5 separate regions of the Mus musculus genome follow, and all the other regions are linked to region 3. The links are chromatin contacts, called in public promoter capture Hi-C maps. All regions are on one chromosome and are shown on one strand. The core of a region is the stretch at or near the end of the contact, and the rest is flanking DNA. Distances in the headings are between cores, read along the strand shown.

The links. Promoter capture Hi-C pulls out the DNA fragments that hold promoters and counts their contacts.
Region 1: a contact with region 3 is called in a promoter capture Hi-C map of pre-B cells, with 3 times the contacts expected there. The contact joins the promoter of Pidd1 here to the promoter of Bnip3 in region 3.
Region 2: a contact with region 3 is called in a promoter capture Hi-C map of pre-B cells, with 2.9 times the contacts expected there. The contact joins the promoter of Cd151 here to the promoter of Bnip3 in region 3.
Region 4: a promoter capture Hi-C map of pre-B cells shows a contact between it and region 3, with 3 times the contacts expected there. The contact joins the promoter of Gatd1 here to the promoter of Bnip3 in region 3. A contact is called at or near these places in 2 of 39 promoter capture datasets (cranial neural crest and pre-B cells).
Region 5: a promoter capture Hi-C map of pre-B cells shows a contact between it and region 3, with 8 times the contacts expected there. The contact joins the promoter of Mgmt here to the promoter of Bnip3 in region 3. A contact is called at or near these places in 2 of 39 promoter capture datasets (liver and pre-B cells) and 1 of 484 Hi-C or Micro-C datasets (regulatory T cells).

The regions. Positions count from the first base shown.
Region 1 is chr7:141,441,799-141,445,358 of GRCm38.p6, reverse strand. It overlaps Pidd1 (p53 induced death domain protein 1), which reads left to right and starts at 1,334. Exons shown (of 16, transcript NM_022654.2): 1 at 1,334-1,390; 2 at 2,006-2,391; 3 at 2,795-3,208; 4 at 3,538-3,560. The coding sequence starts at 2,082.
Region 2 is chr7:141,465,979-141,469,441 of GRCm38.p6, reverse strand. It overlaps Cd151 (CD151 antigen), which reads right to left and starts at 2,080. Exons shown (of 8, transcript NM_001111049.1): 1 at 1,976-2,080; 2 at 896-1,023; 3 at 97-187. The coding sequence starts at 180. Cracr2b (calcium release activated channel regulator 2B) reads right to left here. Exons shown (of 10, transcript NM_001025103.2): 10 at 2,840-3,396. The coding sequence ends at 3,219. It overlaps Gm10575 (predicted gene 10575), which reads left to right and starts at 1,671. Exons shown (of 2, transcript NR_152219.1): 1 at 1,671-2,560.
Region 3 is chr7:138,907,578-138,910,909 of GRCm38.p6, reverse strand. Bnip3 (BCL2/adenovirus E1B interacting protein 3) reads left to right here and starts at 1,404. Exons shown (of 6, transcript NM_009760.4): 1 at 1,404-1,547. The coding sequence starts at 1,517.
Region 4 is chr7:141,412,428-141,416,119 of GRCm38.p6, reverse strand. It overlaps Gatd1 (glutamine amidotransferase like class 1 domain containing 1), which reads left to right and starts at 1,995. Exons shown (of 8, transcript NM_172116.4): 1 at 1,995-2,118. The coding sequence starts at 2,055.
Region 5 is chr7:136,892,582-136,895,894 of GRCm38.p6, reverse strand. It overlaps Mgmt (O-6-methylguanine-DNA methyltransferase), which reads right to left and starts at 1,309. Exons shown (of 5, transcript NM_008598.3): 1 at 1,208-1,309.

The DNA of each region.
Region 1 (3,560 bases), core at 85-2,584, 2.5 Mb before region 3:
CTGTGTAGCCCTGGCTGTCCTGGCACTCACTTTGTAGACCAGGCTGGCCTCCAACTCAGAAATTCGCCTGCCTCTGCCTCCCAAGTGCTGGGATTAAAGGTGTGTGCCATCACTGCCCGGCTGTGATTTTTTTTTTTTTAACTGTAAAATAATACCCAAAATAGCTGGAGAGATGGCTCAATGGTGAAGAGCTCATTTGCAGATTAAAGGCAAATACCACCATGCTCATTAATATAAACTTAAGGAATATTCCTAGGATGATTGCTTTTGAGACAGGTCTTGCTGTGCAGCCCGGGGCAGCAGTTCTCCCATCTCAGAAAGGCACTGCACTTGAGGTGAGCACAATTAGACTAAGCCCCTGGGGCTGGTTTTTATAAAGCACCATCTGGCACCTTTATGGAAACAGTGAGAAAGAGGCAGGTGCTAGAATGGAAGCAGAGAGGCCTTGCAGGAAGCTTGCCCATCACTTAGACTGTAGAACAGTCACTTGGTCATTTCCAGTCCACCAGCTCCACTGAGGATTCTGGGTGTTGGCTTCAATATTAATCAACTAAAGGACTTAGGCAAGTTCTTTTTTGGTTTTTCTAGACAGGGTTTCTCTGTATAGCCCTGGTTGTTCTGGAACTCACTTTGTAGACCAGGCTGGCCTCGAACTCCCGAGTGCTGGGATTAAAGAAGTGCCCACCACGCCCAGCAGGCAAGAACTTCTATCTCAAGTTTGTTTGTGTTGAGACCCACCTAAGTCAGGGAGGAAAAGCCAGGCAACTCACTGCCTAGGTAGGGAGTTGGCCCACAGTAATGATCAATGGTTAGCTCCAATAAGCTGGACTTCACTGCAAAGCCTGAGATGGAAGTCCTGGAGACTCTGAGTCTCAACCTTCCTAATGCTTTGACAGTTCCCATGATGTGGTGACCCCAACCATGAAATTATTCCTGCTACTTCATCACTGTAATTTTGCTAGTTATGAATCACAGTGTAAATATCTTTTGGAGATATAAGTTTGTCAAAGGGGTCGCGACCTACAGACTGAGAACTACTTTCCTAGAGCGGTTCCCCCCAGGAAGCCAGCATTCAAGGTTCTAGCTTCTAGCAAGGAGTGTGACAATACTCTGTTAACCCAAAATTCCTGTCTTAGAATGCACTTGAGACCCAGACTATGCAGTGCCACCACAGGTCTGGGGTTGCAGAGATCTGAAAGTGTAAGTTTTCCTGCGGGTCACCGGCTTCCCTTAGTGCGAACAACAGAAAAGGAAGGAGCCATAAGAACCTCGGAGAATTCCTACTGGCTAGCCCGGAGGGGCGGAGCCCGACGGGTGGCCCGCCCGGAAGCGCGCCGGCGGGAAGGCAGCACAGAGCGCGCCTAGACTGGCGGGGAGATCAGCGTGGCAGGTACTCAATGGGAGGCGGGAAGTTTGCTCCAGAGGCGGGACCAAAGCGATTCCTCACCTACCGAGACCCCCTCTGCTTTCCCCATTTGACGGAGGTGTGAATTGGGAATTGTGGCTCAAGAGTGTCTACTAGGGACCGCGATATGGGACCCTAGCACAAGAACCCCAAAGTCCTCTTGGCTCCCCTTCGCACTGTTTACTGACCCTCTCGGGCACAGTGAACGTCTGCAGTGGAAGAAGGTTCTGGGTTCTCCCCATGCATTTGGGTGTGAAGATAGAAAGTGTGTCCTTATTTCCAGAGCCCTGTAGGGATCAGGGATCACTTGGGCAGATTCCAGAATTGAGGTGGAAACCCTCTCCTTGTCCTTGATCTAAGCAGAGTTCTCCAAGCTATGCTGTTCAGAGTCGCCCTGCCTGGTGCCCCTCCCAGGCAGAAGGATCCAGCACAGATGCAAGCCGTAGGGCTGCAGTGACCACTCCACTCACTACCCCTTGTGCCCAGGGTTCTTGGGCTGGTGGTCTCAAGAGCTCCCGGGTTTCCAAGCTGAGTTATTGTTGCTCTGACCTGGAGGGGGAGCTGGTCCCCTACAGCCTACTCCTCCCCCTGCTTCTCCAGCTTCTATCAGCCTTGCCTAAGCAGGCTTGCTTGGCAAGCTGGGACATGTCTGGTCCCCGAGGACCTTCCATGGGTGATGGCTGCAGTGTTGGAGGGGCAGGAGCCGGAGGAAACTGCAGCTGCTGCAGAGGATGCTGCAACATCCACCTTGGAGGCTGTGGATGCCGGGCCTGGAGCACCTTTTCTCCCGGCTGGGAACCAGTTGAACTTGGACCTACGCCCAGGGGGCTGCCATCGGCTACAGTACCTGTGTTCCCAGCAGCCCCCACAGCTGCTGCAAGTGGAGTTTTTGCGGCTCAGCACCCATGAGGACCCTCAGCTGCTGGATGACACCCTAGCCAAGGTTCCGTGGAGTCTGCTGCGCCTTCGCTCCCTGGTCCTCAAAGGTGAGTACCCTTGCTCCTTCCTGACCCTGTCCTCATCTCTGTCCAGCTTTGACTCTACTTCTTGGACACAAAGGCCATCCTTGTCCCAGCCCTAACTCCAAACCTCTCTTCTCCCCGCACATCAGGTGTGAACCCCTACCCCACAACTGTCCCTTGTCCTTAGCCCTATCACCTTCCTCCCCCAAAGTGAGGCTCGCTGGGCTCTGTCTCCTGAGCCTAGAACCCTGAATGTGCCCAGCCGGGTCTCTGTAGATCCCAGTTTTCCTGGGGTGATGCTGTCAGCTTCTACGAGCTGGTGTCTTCTTTGTCCCTCTGGCTGGCTTAAAAGGGAGGCTTTCTCTGACAGCGCTGAATGGGGGAGACTCCAACTCTTGAGGGCTATAGCTGTCTTCCCCACTTCCAGGTGGCCAGAGCCGGGGTGCCCTGGGTGCCTGCCTCCATGGAACCCTGACCACTCTGCCTGCTGGCCTGAGTGATTTGGCCTGCCTGGCTCACCTAGACCTGAGCTTCAACAGGCTGGAGACGCTGCCTACCTGTGTCCCGGAACTGCACGGCCTGGATGCGTTGCTGCTTTCTCACAACCATCTCTCAGAGCTGCCCGAGGCCCTGGGGGCACTGCCCGCCCTTACCTTCCTCACCGTGACACACAACCGCCTAGAAAGACTACCCCTAACACTCGGGTCCCTGTCCACCCTTCAGCGTCTCGATCTCTCTGAGAACCTTCTAGACACCATACCCTCTGAGATTGGAAACCTGCGCAGCCTCAGTGAGCTCAATCTGGCCTCCAACCGGCTGCAGAGTCTCCCAGCTTCCCTCGGTGAGTAGCTACGGTGTCAGCTTTGTTTCACCAACCAGTACTGAGCGACTCTCAGCTACTGCCCAGAGCGCCACTCCCATGTGCCCACCCCCCCTGCAACCTAAAGTCTTAGGACCCTGTCCCCCCTTCTTCCACAGAGGCCCCTGAACCGTGTGCTCTTGCCCTGGGAACCTTCACTGCTTCCAGATGTCCCTTTTCTTTCTACCTCTTGGTTGCCTATAATTCACGTGTGTCATTGTCCCACCCTGTGATAGAGCCAGAAGCCTTTAGTTTGAGTGTTCTTGTCACAGGGCCACCATGAGTAGCCCTAAGCCAGCACTTGCCTGCAGCGGGGCTGCGGTCCCTGCGGCTC
Region 2 (3,463 bases), core at 831-3,330, 2.6 Mb before region 3:
CACATCTGGCCTGGGTCTGGAAGCTGGGACTGAGCCCCCCAGGCCAGGCCTCCAACATGGGGACTAGGGATGCAGGGAGAAATTAGCTCTTCTCACCCAGAAGCAGCAGTTGTAGGTAAAGAGCAGGTACTTGAGGCAGACTGTGCCACATGTTGCCTTCTTCTCATTGAATTCACCCATCCTGGGCCTAGAGGAACGGGGAGGAGGTCAGATGGCCTGAAGCACCAGGCCTCCAAGTAGGAAGAAAGCTATCTACCAACGGAGACAGGAGGAGATCCAGCAGTCCCCGGATGATTGCAGTTTGGAGCTCAGCCAGCTATCTGCCCTCAGAGGAGCATTCCCAGGAACCTTATGAGTCACTTCCTGAACTAACCTCCTCACAGCCAGACACATGGTGGGTTATCATGGAGGACCCCCCAACATCTGCTGACTCACTCCTGCTGGCAACAGGGGGGGAAGCACCAGCAGACCTTCAGGGTACATTCCTGTTGATCGGCACCCCCAAGCATTCCCTGAGTCCCACAATCAGGCTGCTAGGTACTTACCACTCATACCCGTTCCCAGATATGGCAGAGAGCTCAGGCCACCCTAAGGGACAGTTTGTGAGGACTCTGAGCTGACTCTACTACCAGCCAGGGCAGAGACAATAAGATGCCGGTAGGTGGAGCCTGTACAACCAGCTCTCCTCCCGACTGTAGGGGGAGGTCCCAGTTCCACATATGTGAATGTGCCACTCCTCCAGGAGTCCCCTAGTCACACCCTGCCCTAGACACACTATTGTCTGACTGAGGACAGTGTACAGACCTCGGCTGACGCAGGTCAGATTCCCAGACACACACCTAAGCAGAACTGTTAGCCAGGGGCCTTGAGGCTCTGCCCAGGCACCAGCTCTCACCTCTCAAGTCAGGACCAGCAGGTACAGGTCAAAAGTCACTCTCTGCCCTTCACCTAGCAGGTGGGATCTTGCCACTCCAACTACAGAAGCTTAAGCAGTGGTCAAAATGGTTCTCAGAGCCACCAGATCTGCAAGGAAGCATAACAGGCAGGCCTGCTGTTTTCTACTGGACGGCGGCAGGCCAAAGAACATGGCTGACCTGCCTGATCTAGGGAGGGACCAAATGCCTTCTCCAAGTGCCCCACCTTCCAGTCCCATCCATCACAGTCCCTCCCCCACCAAACAGCAGCGACCGCAAACTGAAGGAGGATGCATCGACTGTCCATTTTGGAAAGTGGGAGAGATTTCAGAGCTCTATTTGGAGATGGGACCCAAAAATGCATGCTGCCTCACTGAAAGCGGGCAATGACATAAAGAAGCCTGGCCACAATGCAAACCCCCGGGGCCAGGCTCTAAAAGCCCAGAATCTATGGGCTTTTAGACACATCCATCAACCTAAGCCAAGAGACAATCAGCAGACTGGATGTAAATTCTCTGTGAAAGTGCCGGTGTGAGAGCCTGGACCAGCCAGAAATAGCTCCTGCGGCCTGGACACAACCGCCCTACACTTAGCTCCTGGACCTGTCCTGGGCCTTCGGCACCCGCCCCACCGACCCGATTAAACACTGAAGTGGGCTGGGCGAGGAATCCCCGCGTCACAGAGATGAAGTCACCACCGCCCCTGCCGCCCTCCCCCGCCCCGTGCCAGTGGGCGGACCTGCGGTCTCAGGGGAGGGAACCGGTGTCCAGGGACAATGAATAGGGTGGTCAGACTTTTAAATTTCTGGGTTTCTGCACGAAAGAGACCGTCAGGCCTGCTCAAGAACCACAGAAGCTCTCTCCCTCACCCCTCCCCCTCCGGCCTTCTAACTGCCCGGCCCCGGCGTCGATCTTCCGGAAAGGAGTCTGCAACCCTGTCCTACCTCAGGCTCTGCCTCCTGGGCGTCCCTGAGGCCAGCTTGGAGACTAGGAACACCAGTGAGCGAGGAACTCAGGACACTGCTCCCCACACCCTCCGGCTATGCTTCACGGAGCACTCACCAACCACGCTTTGAAATACCAGCCCCGGCAGCCACGGTAGGAGCGATCACTCGGAGTACAGAGAACGCTCGGCCCGGGGCCTGCGAGGACACGCCCTGCGCGCGACCCCGCCCCGGGCGCAGCCCCGCCCACGGCCGGCCTGGGCAGGCAAGTCCTAACTGGTTTGGTGCTAAGGCGCGCGCCAGAGAGACCTGTGGGTCTGTAAAGTTAGTTTAAAGGTGCCCCGTTTGTCATCAAAAGCCCCAACTCGCCCAGAGACAGAGGAGCTAGACCAGAGGTAGAACCCAGGTGGGGAGCGAAGAGGTGGGGAAGGTGGCACCTAGCCCACCAGAGGTCCAGAACTGAGGTCAAGACCAGTTTCTCTAGTCTAAGCCGGGAGAACCACTCTAAAGCTGCAGGTTCTAGCGGCTGAAGAAATGCTAGAGGGGAAACTCCAGATACAGTGTGGAGGGTGCCAGAAGATTCCATAGAGACATGAGGGCCCTGCGAGAGGTGCCCAGTGTGGGTGGCATATGGTCTGGCTAGGAACTGTGCCAAAGGATGATGGATAAAGGACCTGGACCAGAAAGCTAGCTGACCACGGAGGTGAGGAGCGGGACCTTCCACGTGTGGACTAGCGTGGGAGCGGACACCTGTTGAAACCTGAGTCCTGGGAGCTTCAGCTGGGAGGAATGGGTGAGGGCTTGGTGAATATCCAGAATCACAGAACACACACAAGCACACAGGAACCCCCAGCTGCAGGAACGAAGGGGTTAATGTGCACCTGTAAACCCCTCCATGTCACCTTGTGCCATGGATACCAAGCATGAACCACAAATGCACCGTGGCTCCCAAACACACAAGAGCCAAGGAGTACACAGTATACAATGGCCTTTATTGGTCCTTCAGACAAAGATTAAGGAAGACAGGATAGCCGGGCGTGGTGGCACACGCGCCTTTAATCCCAGCACTCGGGAGGCAGAGGCAGGCGGATTTCTGAGTTCGAGGACAGCCTGGTCTACAGAATGAGTTCCAGGACAGCCAGGGCTACACAGAGAAACCCTGTCTCGAAACCCCCCCCCCCAAAAAAAAGGAAGACAGGATAAAGACTGAAGGACTGAAGGCCTTGACTACTCTGAGGTTAGCTCCTTCAGGCATGGGATGCCTTCTGGGTAGAGCCACACACTTAGCAAGTATCCGCCACCAAGACCAGTCCCTCCTAGGGGCAGTCCTCTGGATAGGGAAGTGAGTCACTCGGGGCTGGTCATCGGGCACTAGGAAGATGGCCAGAGCCTCGTCTGGGGGGCCGAGCCCAGCCACAGCAGCAGCAGCAGTAGATGGGTCCGGGCTTGTGGGCAATAGCTAGAGCCTTCCTGTGGCTACTGCCCAGCAGCTTGGTCTCACAGGCATCTCTCTCATCTCGAAGCCTCAGATTCAGCTCCCTAGAAAAGAGAGGTAGGAGACCGAGGAGGCTAAGATCTAGAGGAAAAAGTGCATGGGGGAGATGCC
Region 3 (3,332 bases), core at 155-2,654:
TAGGTGTGGTAGTATGTCTGTAATCCCAGCACCTGGGGGGTTGAGACAAAGGTTTGGTGTCTGTAGCAGAGAATCTGTTTATTGTTCTGAAGGCCCTAGGCTAGAGCTCCGAGCACTGTAAGAAAGCAAGCTTTCAGTTAAGAGTGGTGGAACCACTGGGAAGCTGGGGCAGGAAAAAAAGTTTAAGACCAGAGTAGGTTACAAAGCGAATCTGTCTAAAAAAAGACATCAGATTCAGTCTGGTGACATGGCTCAGCTGCAGTGAACTTGCATGTGCAAGGCCCTCGTATAACCTTAGCACTCCAAACAAAACAAACGGAAATCAAGGCTGCATAGCTATAATCCCAGCTCTCAGGAGGCGAAAGCAGTAGGATCGGAAATTCAAGGTTAGCTTTTGCTACACAGCCAATTCAAAGCCAGCCTCGGTTATGACATTGTCTGGGAAAAAACAAAACACCAAATGAAGCTGCTTCTAGTGACCTGACCCACTGCTACTAAGATAGCTTCTTTTGAGGTTCACAAGCCCCTTCTCTATCCCAGAACTGTATCAAGAGGGAATTCCAACCTCCAAGTACAGAGAAGCTACTGGGTAGGTTACAGGGAGGATGCAGAATCCTCAAAACTGGCCCTCCAAAGGTCTCTCCAACCGTTCCTGTCCAAAAATGCCGTCCTTTCTCGCATGCAGCATACCACAGCACTACCCAACTCGCCATTGATGCTGCAGTAGAATACTGGCAAATTTTTTGTTTTGCTTTGTTGTAAACAGCTTCATACAGTGCAGCCCAGCCTGGCCACGAACCAGGGCTGGGACTAGAGTTATACATAAGCACTCCCGGACTGCATTTTTCTTAAAGATGCAACCTAAAAAACTATCTGTAAGCGTGCATAGAGACAGCGAGACCATGTGTGCTCCCATTGCTGGCGCTCGCAGGTTCCGGAGGAGATTGGGGAACTATGGGTCAACCGCGAGCAGGAGGGGCAAACTCAGCACCCAAGGCCAGACGCCCAAAAACCTGGCCGCACGTCCTCATGCCACGCCTATCTCGGAGCCCGCCCACGTCTGCCCACCTCCAGCCTGGCTTCAAGACCCGCCTCTTGGCCTCTGCAATGCGCGCACCTCGGAGTCCCAAGGCTCAGACCTCGAGCCCCGCCCCCAGACTCTTCCCTACCCGCCTAGGTCCCAGTTACTCCAGCCTCAGGCACAGCCCCCGGTCCACTTCTGCATTAGACCTTAAAAACAGCCGCCCTCCCGCGCACTCCTGCCTCAGGCCCCGCCCATGCCGGCGCACGCGCCGCACGTGCCACACGCTCCCCCGCGTTCCTCCCCCACCTGCAGGCCCCGCCCCCCAGCCAATGGGCTCCGCCGCCGCGTGCGTCCCGCCCCGCCCCGCCCCTTGTCCCTCAGTCCAGTGTCGCCTGGCCTCAGAACTGAGCGGCGCAGGCTGCCCCTGCTACCTCTCGGTGACCGCCTCCCAGGCCTGTCGCAGTTGGGTTCGGGCTCCTTTGCCGAGCCACCATGTCGCAGAGCGGGGAGGAGAACCTGCAGGGTGAGGCAGTGGGCCGAGAGGGGCCGCGGAGGCGGTAGGGTCGCGGGCTGGGGTGCGGTGAGTGGAGGCCGCGATGCAGTTCGGTGCAGCCGGGGCTGGGTGGTGAGCCTCGGGGCATCTTACAGACAGTACCTTCACAGGCAGGCCGGGTCTTTCTTTCCTGCTCTGTTCTTCACACTGTCATAGTTCTGTATTTTCAGACTCTGTAGGTCAGGGGAGCCTCGAACTCTGCGATCCTCCTTCCTCAGCTTCCCGAGTAGCTCAGATTTCAGGCCCTTGGCGTCCCCTTGTTCAGAGTTGCTTAAGTGAGTTAGAGGTTGCAGTTGAATTTTCAGTGCTTTGATTGAAGTCATTAATATTTATGACTGTAGTGCCTTTCACTTTTCCTACTTGGTACTGGGGACAGAACCAGATCTGAACGTGCTGGGTAAGTGCTCATTTCCCGAGCAACACTACCAGTTTTCATTTTATTGCTTTAAGACATACTGGTCTTGAACTTGTGATCCTCCTGGTTCAGCCTCTAGAGTAGCTGGAATTTGGAATTAACAGGCTTTGCCGCTGTGTCCCCTCTCCCCCAATCTTTACCCCTGGCTTGCTTTGTTGCCACTTCCTGATGGAAGAGGAGGATACAGGGTTTCAGACCTCTGTCAGGTTTTAGAGTTAAGAGGTGGGATAGCCGCACAGTGGTGGCACAAACCTTTTATCCCAGCAATCAGGAGGCAGAGGCAGGGGGATTTCTGTAAATTCGAGGCCAACCTGGTCTACAGAGTGAATTTCAGGACAGCCAAGTCTACAAAGAGAAAAACAGAGAGGGGGTATGGCTGGAGGTAGTGTGGAAGAGAGCTACAACAGCTCAAAAGGAGGGTAAAGTGCTTATAATTTAGTTCAGTAGGCTCACTGCAAGCAGTGAAGTAGATTGTAGGTTAAAATGGAAGTGAGGCTGGGTGTGGTGACACACCTAAAATCCCATCATGGGGTGGGTGAAGTTGAGTCTTGACAAATTCCAGGTTAGCCTGGACTACACAGTCGTACCAGGCTAGTTCGGGGCTCTGTAGCCAGACCCTGTCTCACAAATAACAGAAAGGCTCTCCCAGCATCAGCCTTTACAGACTGTTAGCACTGCGCAGACAGCTGCTAGTTTTGCAAGGCCAGCCTGGGTGCTATGTGCCATTGTCCATTTCTGAGAGCTACCTGGTGGGCCTGAGTTGAGTCTGAGTTGAGTCTCAGGCCCTGAGACTGGAGGAGGATCCTGTTGACCTTTGTACTCTCTGAAGCAAGAGTTCACCAGGTAAAACGCATGTCAGTAAACGTGAGAGAGAGGCTTTCCAAACCTTTAAAATGAATGCTTTAGTGTCAACTCCCCTCCCCCCCCCCAGGCAGGGTCTCACTCTCAGTGAACTCCCAGAGATCTGCCTGCCTCCACCTCCCTAGTGCTGGGATTAAAGGTGTGGGCCACAGTACCCACTTTAGTGTGAAGACGTGGTTTCTCTGTATAGCTCTGGCTGTCCTAGAACTTGTGTAGACTATGCTGTCCAGAGATTCTGTGTCCTGGAGTACTGGAATAGGGTAACTCAGAGCAGTGTTGTGTTAAAAGAGTTTTTAAAAAGCTTGCATTCAGAGACACTGAGTTAGCTGAATTTATTACCCTAAACGAGATTTTAGTAGGCAGAATTTAATCAGCCTAACACATTACAGAATCTGTATTTTCAAACTACAGCCACATTAAAAAAAAAATCTCGTAATTCAGGTTTTATTCCCTAATGTCAAACGTCAAACAGTTGGAAT
Region 4 (3,692 bases), core at 746-3,245, 2.5 Mb before region 3:
AAAAGTCAGCAAGCAGTATTCCTCCATGGTCTCAATCTCTACTTCAGTTCCTGCCCTGACTTCCCTCAGGACTGGAACCTGTTAAAGAAATATCAAGTATCAGTCTTTTTTTTAAAGATTTATTTATTTATTTATTATATGTAAGTACACTGTAGCTGTCTTCAGACACCCCAGAAGAGTGCATCAGATCTCATTACGGATGGTTGTGAGCAACCATGTGGTTGCTGGGATTTGAACTCAGAACCTTTGGAAGAGCAGTCAGTGCTCTTAACTGCTGAGTCATCTCTCCAGGCCCCCCCACCCCTTTTTTAAAGACAGGATTTCTCTGGGTAGCCCTGGTTGTCCTGGAACTCCCTTTGTAGACCAGGCTGGCCTTGAACTCAGAGATCCACCTGCCCTGTCTCTGAGTGCTGGGATTAAAGGCACAGGCTACTACACCCAGCAAATATTAGTCTTTTCTATCAAAATATTATAAAACCTGTGTTTAGAATGAAGAGTCCAAGCCGGGCGTGGTGGCGCACGCCTTTAATCCCAGCACTCAGGAGGCAGAGGCAGGCAGATTTCTGAGTTCGAGGCCAGCCTGGTCTACAAAGTGAGTTCCAGGACAGCCAGGACTACACAGAGAAACCCTGTCTCAAAAACACAAAAAAAAAAAAAAAAAAAAAAGAATGAAGAATCCAAATATTTTTATCTCCTTCACCTTGTAAGACTTTTATGCAAATGTTTAATCCTTTCCACCTAGTAAAAGCTTTGTTTACCCAAAGGTGTATTTCTCTATACTAGCCTGGAACAGTGATTCTCCTTCAGTCAGGGACTGCTTTCCCCTCCTCCATTTCTTGTATGTTGAGTCTTTCCCGACTAGTTAATAAGATTGTGAGGTCGGACTCCAGTCAGTGGGCAAAAGAAACAGCCACCACCTGAGTTAAAACAAAATCAAATGCTCTTCCTGTCTTGGGGTGCTGTTCACCATTTTCTCCAGCACACTCTTCCTCAAGGGTAAAATTTGCCCTGTCTATACATTTCCCTGGAATGGTAGTCTCTTTACAAAATTATATCTAATACCTGGGCGTTGAATTCAATATAAATACTTTTCTCCACAAGACTCAAGCTTACTGCTGGCTCTGCCACTTCTGGTGCCTTAATGTTACTCTGGAGGCAGCACAAAGGTGGAACTGTGTGAGTATGTGGACACTAGCCAATCTGACCCCTTCAATTTCAGGGTTTCATGTCAATAGATGGGGATTTAATAAGGATGGCTAGTCAAGCTTGTGGCTTGTGAATCTTCAAAAGTCGCCACTCAGACAACACACAATCCTGGGCTCCAGGTTCCTTTTCCTAAGCCCCAGCAGGAGTCCCACAGAAGTAAATCGCTTTAGATACAGGTTGGCCTCCCCAATCTGGTCTTTTCCTCAGGAAACTCAACAGAACCTCCAGAGGCGTCCACAGCTCAGGAAGTGACATTCCATCCTCTATAGGAACATACAAAACTCAACCGACCCAGGTATCTTCTGGATCTTCACAAACCGGCAGAGGAAGACCCGCCCACATACGACCCAACTCTGTGCCCCTCACCCTGTCCGCCCGACCGGTCATCGCTCCCTGACACACTTAGCCAGGCTCAACTTTCGGGCAAAGGCCCAAGGCGTAGTAGCTCTGTGGTAGACTCGGACTCGGAAACATCTACCCGGCCCACTGGGTTTAATTGATGTGCCCTAGGGCCACAAGTCTGTACCGGTGGCTTCCAATCAGGAAACGACCACTCAGGGACCCAGGGCGTATCCTCCCCCGCCTCCGCCTCCAACCCCCGCCCCGCTCCGCCCCGCTCCGCCCCCGCTCAGTCCCCGCCCCTCGCATGCTTGCCACTCAACCACTACCCCATGCGCATGCGCAAACTGCCCCCATCTTCACTCAATTTCCGCGTTGTTTCTCCCACCCCACCTTGCACCCTGCCGGCGAGCCCCGCCCTTCGTGCCTCACGCATGCGCATTCCGCTCTCTGCAGGCGAGCCCCGCCCCGCCCCATCCCTCGCACAAATATCCGCCTGGGCTGTAGCCATGGCGTCCGAGCGGCTGCCAAGCAGGCCTGCGTGTCTCCTGGTGGCCAGCGGCGCTTCCGAAGGTGAGGCGCGCAGGGCAGCTGTGTAGCTCACTGGCCTGCAGTCCTGACTCTGGGCAAACGTTTGTGTTTGTGGAGTTGAGATTCTGGGACCCTGCATCTGTTTCTCTGGCGCAGGCCTACTATGTTGTCTGCGCTGGCAGACAGGGACGGTCAGCGGCTGCAGAGATGACCCTGCCCCCGAGTGAGCCGCAGGGGCTTGGTACTCTCTCTGCCCGTGTTTTCTGCCTCTCTGTTACCCCCTATCTTGGGTTTATCTTCGTGCACCTCCAGGAAGCGATCCTGAAAGAGGTTGCTCGAAAGAGCTGCATAAAAGGGACCCTCACGCAGAAGGGGTCTGTTGGCTTCATGTTCCAACTGCCCGGTGTGTGTCAGGGGCGCTGGGCAGATGATTACTTCACGGGTCCTTAGGGAACCGACTGGCCCGAGATAGTCTCTGTGGGGAGGTGGAGCCCAGGGCTGCGGCCCGGGGTTTCCCTCTGGATTCCTATAGACCTCTGCAAGTGGGTGTGAGCGCGAGGGTACGTCGGGATCTTGGACTGATGAATTTCTGGGTTCCACACTGAAGCGTCCCAGGTGAGGGTGGGAGGGGCCTGAGGGTGCTGCTCCTCCCTGGAATAGAGGTAAAAGAGAATCTACAGCAGCTCCTAGGTAGGCCTTCCTTGAGAGTCGGAAAGTGAGGGATTGAGAAGCTAAAAATTATCTTTAATCCCAGCACTCAGGAGGCAGAGGCAGATGGATCTCCAGGAGTTTGAGCCCGTCTGGAACTTATATAGCAAGTTCCAGGCTAGCAGGAGTACACAGTGAGGTCTGACTCAAAATATTAACCAAAACAAAATCCACAAGCCAAAAGCCTAGTGTCAGAGTTGGAGGCAGGAGGATAGAGAGGGCAATGGCTACATGAGATGCTGTCTTTAAAAAAATGCTAGGGGGCTGGTGAGAAGGCTCAGCGGATAAGAACACTGACTGCTCTTCCGAAGGTCCTGAGTTCAAATCCCAACAACCTCACAACCATCCTTAACAAGATCTGACTCCCTCTTCTGGAGTGTCTTAAGACCCACAGGGTGTCTTAAGACCAGGATGGGAGAGAGCAACCATTTGGTCTGAAGACAGCTACAATGTACTTATTTATAATAACAAATAAACCTTTGGACTGGAGTGAGCAGAGGTCCTAAATTCAATTCTCAACAACCAGATGAAGGCTCACAACCATCTGTACAGCTTCAGTGTGTACTCATATACATAAAGTAAATAAATAAATCTTTTAAAAAGTGCTAGGATCAAAGGTGTGCATAAAGGTGTGCATTACCACACCTGGGGGCTAGAGTCTTTTGAATTAGGCAAGCTTCGTTCCTTTTTGAAGGACTTTTTTGTTGTTGTTGGTTTTTTTGAGACAGGGTTTCTCTGTGTAGCCCTGGCTGTCCTGGAACTCACTCTGTAGACCAGGCTGGCCTTGAACTCAGAAATCTGCCTGCCTCTGCCTCTGAGTGCTGGGATTAAAGGTGTGTGCCACTTTTGATGGGCAGAAGAGGGCTGAGAATACCATGGTGGGGCAGAATCTTACCCATGTCCTGGGT
Region 5 (3,313 bases), core at 60-2,559, 2.0 Mb after region 3:
ACTGATCTAGAACAGGACCCAAAGATCGGTGCCTTTTGCTCTCCACAGAAAGAAGTTGCTGTACAAGACACAGCCACCTTACCACAACACCTGAGACTCTGCTTCTTAAACCATGGTAACAGCAGAAACTTCTTCAAAGACATACCACATATTAGTCAAACTCTTATTATGACAGATTTTTCCCTCTAATTGAAAAAAAAATTACTCCCATAGATCCTTGTGGCCTGGCTCCTCTAGACCTCAGACAGTACCAAACTATGTCAATACCCAGAGTGGCCCAGAGTGGGTGGAGCCTCAGGCAGGGCATTTGTGCAGACCATTCTGTCCAGCCACTCTCAGGCTCTAGGTCCTGTCAAATGCTCAGATGACATGCCTAAGCTTACAGGACACTGACCACAGGCCAGGCTTCTCACATCCCCCACACCCAGCACCCTACGACAAGTGCTGCAGATACTGAGAGACACATGAAGTTAAAATCATCTGGGATCACCTGTCAGGGAAGTGAAATGAAGAGCAGGTCTGTCTACAGAGACTCTGCAGGTTGTAGAATACCCTTTCCACAAGCTCCTGTCTGTGTCTGAGGAGGGTCCAGCCAAACGTGTGCACGCACACGTACACTCAAACCTTACTTCTCTGAACTCACAATCAGGGTCTGGATGAGGCAGCTCAGAATAAAATGTACAGAACAAAAACCTAGACCCACTGGGCGCGGAGCGAATGTACTGTTTGTTTACTCTCTGAGGTTTTAACCAGGTGTGCCTAGCACCAGCCATGATGTTGCAGGACCCCGGGGCCTGGTTATTTTCTCCTACTCTCAAGAAAGAAGGAGCTATGAGAAGTATGGGCCTACTACAAGCAGATCTGAGCTACAAGCTGAGGAGCTTCTGGAAGCTTCCTGAAAGAAAGGTGAAGCGGGATCCCCACCCCCTGGTCACCAGTGAAGGGAAAGAGTATGGCCAGGGGACCTGCATGGATCCAGCAGAGACTTGAGAAGTGTTGGGCATCTGGAGGTGTGGCAGGAGACATGCCCAGTCACCAGGCAGACTTGCCCACGAACCCCGGGGCCAAGGGAAGTAGGGCAGCCTGTACAGAAGGGGCTGAGGTCCTAGAGAAAGGAAGGAGTCCTTAGGACAACTCAGAGCCACGACTGTCTCCCTGGACTTCGGCTCTCTCCAGAGAGGGCCCCACACAGTGCCCCAAAACTCACCAGCTTGCAAACTGCAGACAGCAACGGGGAACGGTACACAAGTTTTAGGTGCCTGAGCACCAAGATCTGGCACTGAGAAATACGGGCCGCAGGCGCGTGCACGGGGTGGGGGCGGGGCCTAGCACGGGGCAGGGCCTGGTGGGCGGGGGCGGAGTCAGGGTGCAGTTGATTACTGAGCTGTGGGCTTGTAGTCCGAGGGTGTAAAGCGGGCCTGGTACGCGGGGCGTGGCTCTGGGAGCTGCCGGAAAAGGGGCGGGGAGTGTAAGCACGCCCAGTGTGTGACGCAAGGGTGCCGCTCTGTGCTTCCTCCCTGGGTGCGTGTTCCTAGAGCAGGCCTCTTCTTCCAGACCTGAAACTGGTTCTTTGCCCATCCTAGACATCAGGCCGCATCATCCCACCGGAGCTGAGCTGCACCTTCTCACCTCGACCTCACCACCCCAAGTCCCAGTTTACCCGCTGAGACATAGTCACTATTTGCCAACAGCGCGCACCCAAAGGGTGGTGGAAGAGTTAAGCCCACTAGGAATCCAGTCACTGCCCAGCTGGGCCAGGGCTTTCTTTCAGGATCTTCTTGGCACTTGGAATTGGAATGGCTCAGTAGTGGTTCAGCTAGTGTGAGTATCCAGCATCTGGTGTGAGATGACAGGATTTAAATGTTGTCCACCAAGAAAGCCTTGTTGGAATTCTCCCTCTGTACCTCATAATGGCCTTATTTGGAAAAACACGGAGGTGACACTTGAAGATGATGTCACTAGTTAGGAGAGTCCTAATCTGATATTACTGCTGTCCCTGTGAACAGAAAACTAGAAGCCAGATACACCTGTGTACCAGATGCTGTGCAGGAGGTGAGAACTACCAGCCTCCTGGACTATAAACAAATTTTCATTCTTTCAAGCCACCCACTTTGTGGTACTTGATTGGCGCCCCATGGTATCTGACTTGATTGACATAAAATCCTTAGGGAATGTTATCGTCCTAAAGCTTCAGAGAGACGTGTTGTTAACTTCAGGGTCCCATCCCAGGTGCACATATGCTAAGAACCATGCTGTGGTTTTGTTTGTTGAGACCTTCATCTTCCCAGTGTGCAGCTCTCCTGCCTGGATTTGGTCCTTACTAGTACCCTGGTTCAGTGACCTGGAGGAGCCAACATTTTACCTACCACCTTTAGAAGCGTTGCTCAAAGGTTTGTTGTATGAGGAGCCCCAGTGACTCACAGAGGCCACCATTCACCCTTTGAAGCCGCCCCTCCTCACCTCCACTGTCACCTCCTCCAGACATGCTAAGAATAACTGCTGATAGAAGATAAACGAGACTCCTAGATACATGGGATGATCAAATCAAGTCTCAGAGTCCTTCTGTGTCGTCTACGCTCAACAACTTGCTTGGATTTGTAATTACCTCAGAGACACACCTCTGGGCATTGGAGCTCCCCTCCCCCAATATGGGTGGTGTCATCTCTAAGAACTGAGATCCCAAACTGAATGAGAAGGGAACAAAGGAGAAGATAAAGAGAGCACCAGCACAACTCTCTCTGCATCCTGAGCAGCTAATTCTGCTGTCATGCTGTCCCTTCAATGATGCTCAGCCTTTCTCTGAACGAGAGCGCCCCTCTCCAGCCCTTGATTTCTTTCAGGTATTTGGTTATAGTAATGAAGTGAGTAACTAGTCCACCTCCCCAGCGCTGTGCTCAGACAGAGAGGGGTATTCTTGCCCAGGGACAAGAGACATGAAAGTTTACCCTGGGTCCTGCTCTTGCTTCTTGGTTATCTTGGGTCCTCCGGTTTATCACTCGTACAGTAATTTCATAAGAATCTGTGCTGTGCACTTGTAGACCATACGTGCATATTGCACAGGCTCCTGGGATAGCAACAGACTATTGAGTAAGGATACTATTTGCCAGGCCCCATATAGCATGATGCTACCAAGGCCCAATTAGAACTGGGATCCTAATGGAACTGAAAATGAGAAAGACCAAGATTAAATCAGAGTTCCTGTTGAGACCCCAAACAAGTACACTCTGGAGCCGATGCAATTAATATCAGAATCGTAGCTTGTTAAACTATCTGGGTGGCAGAACTGGAGAGATGGCTCAGAAGTTAAAAACAC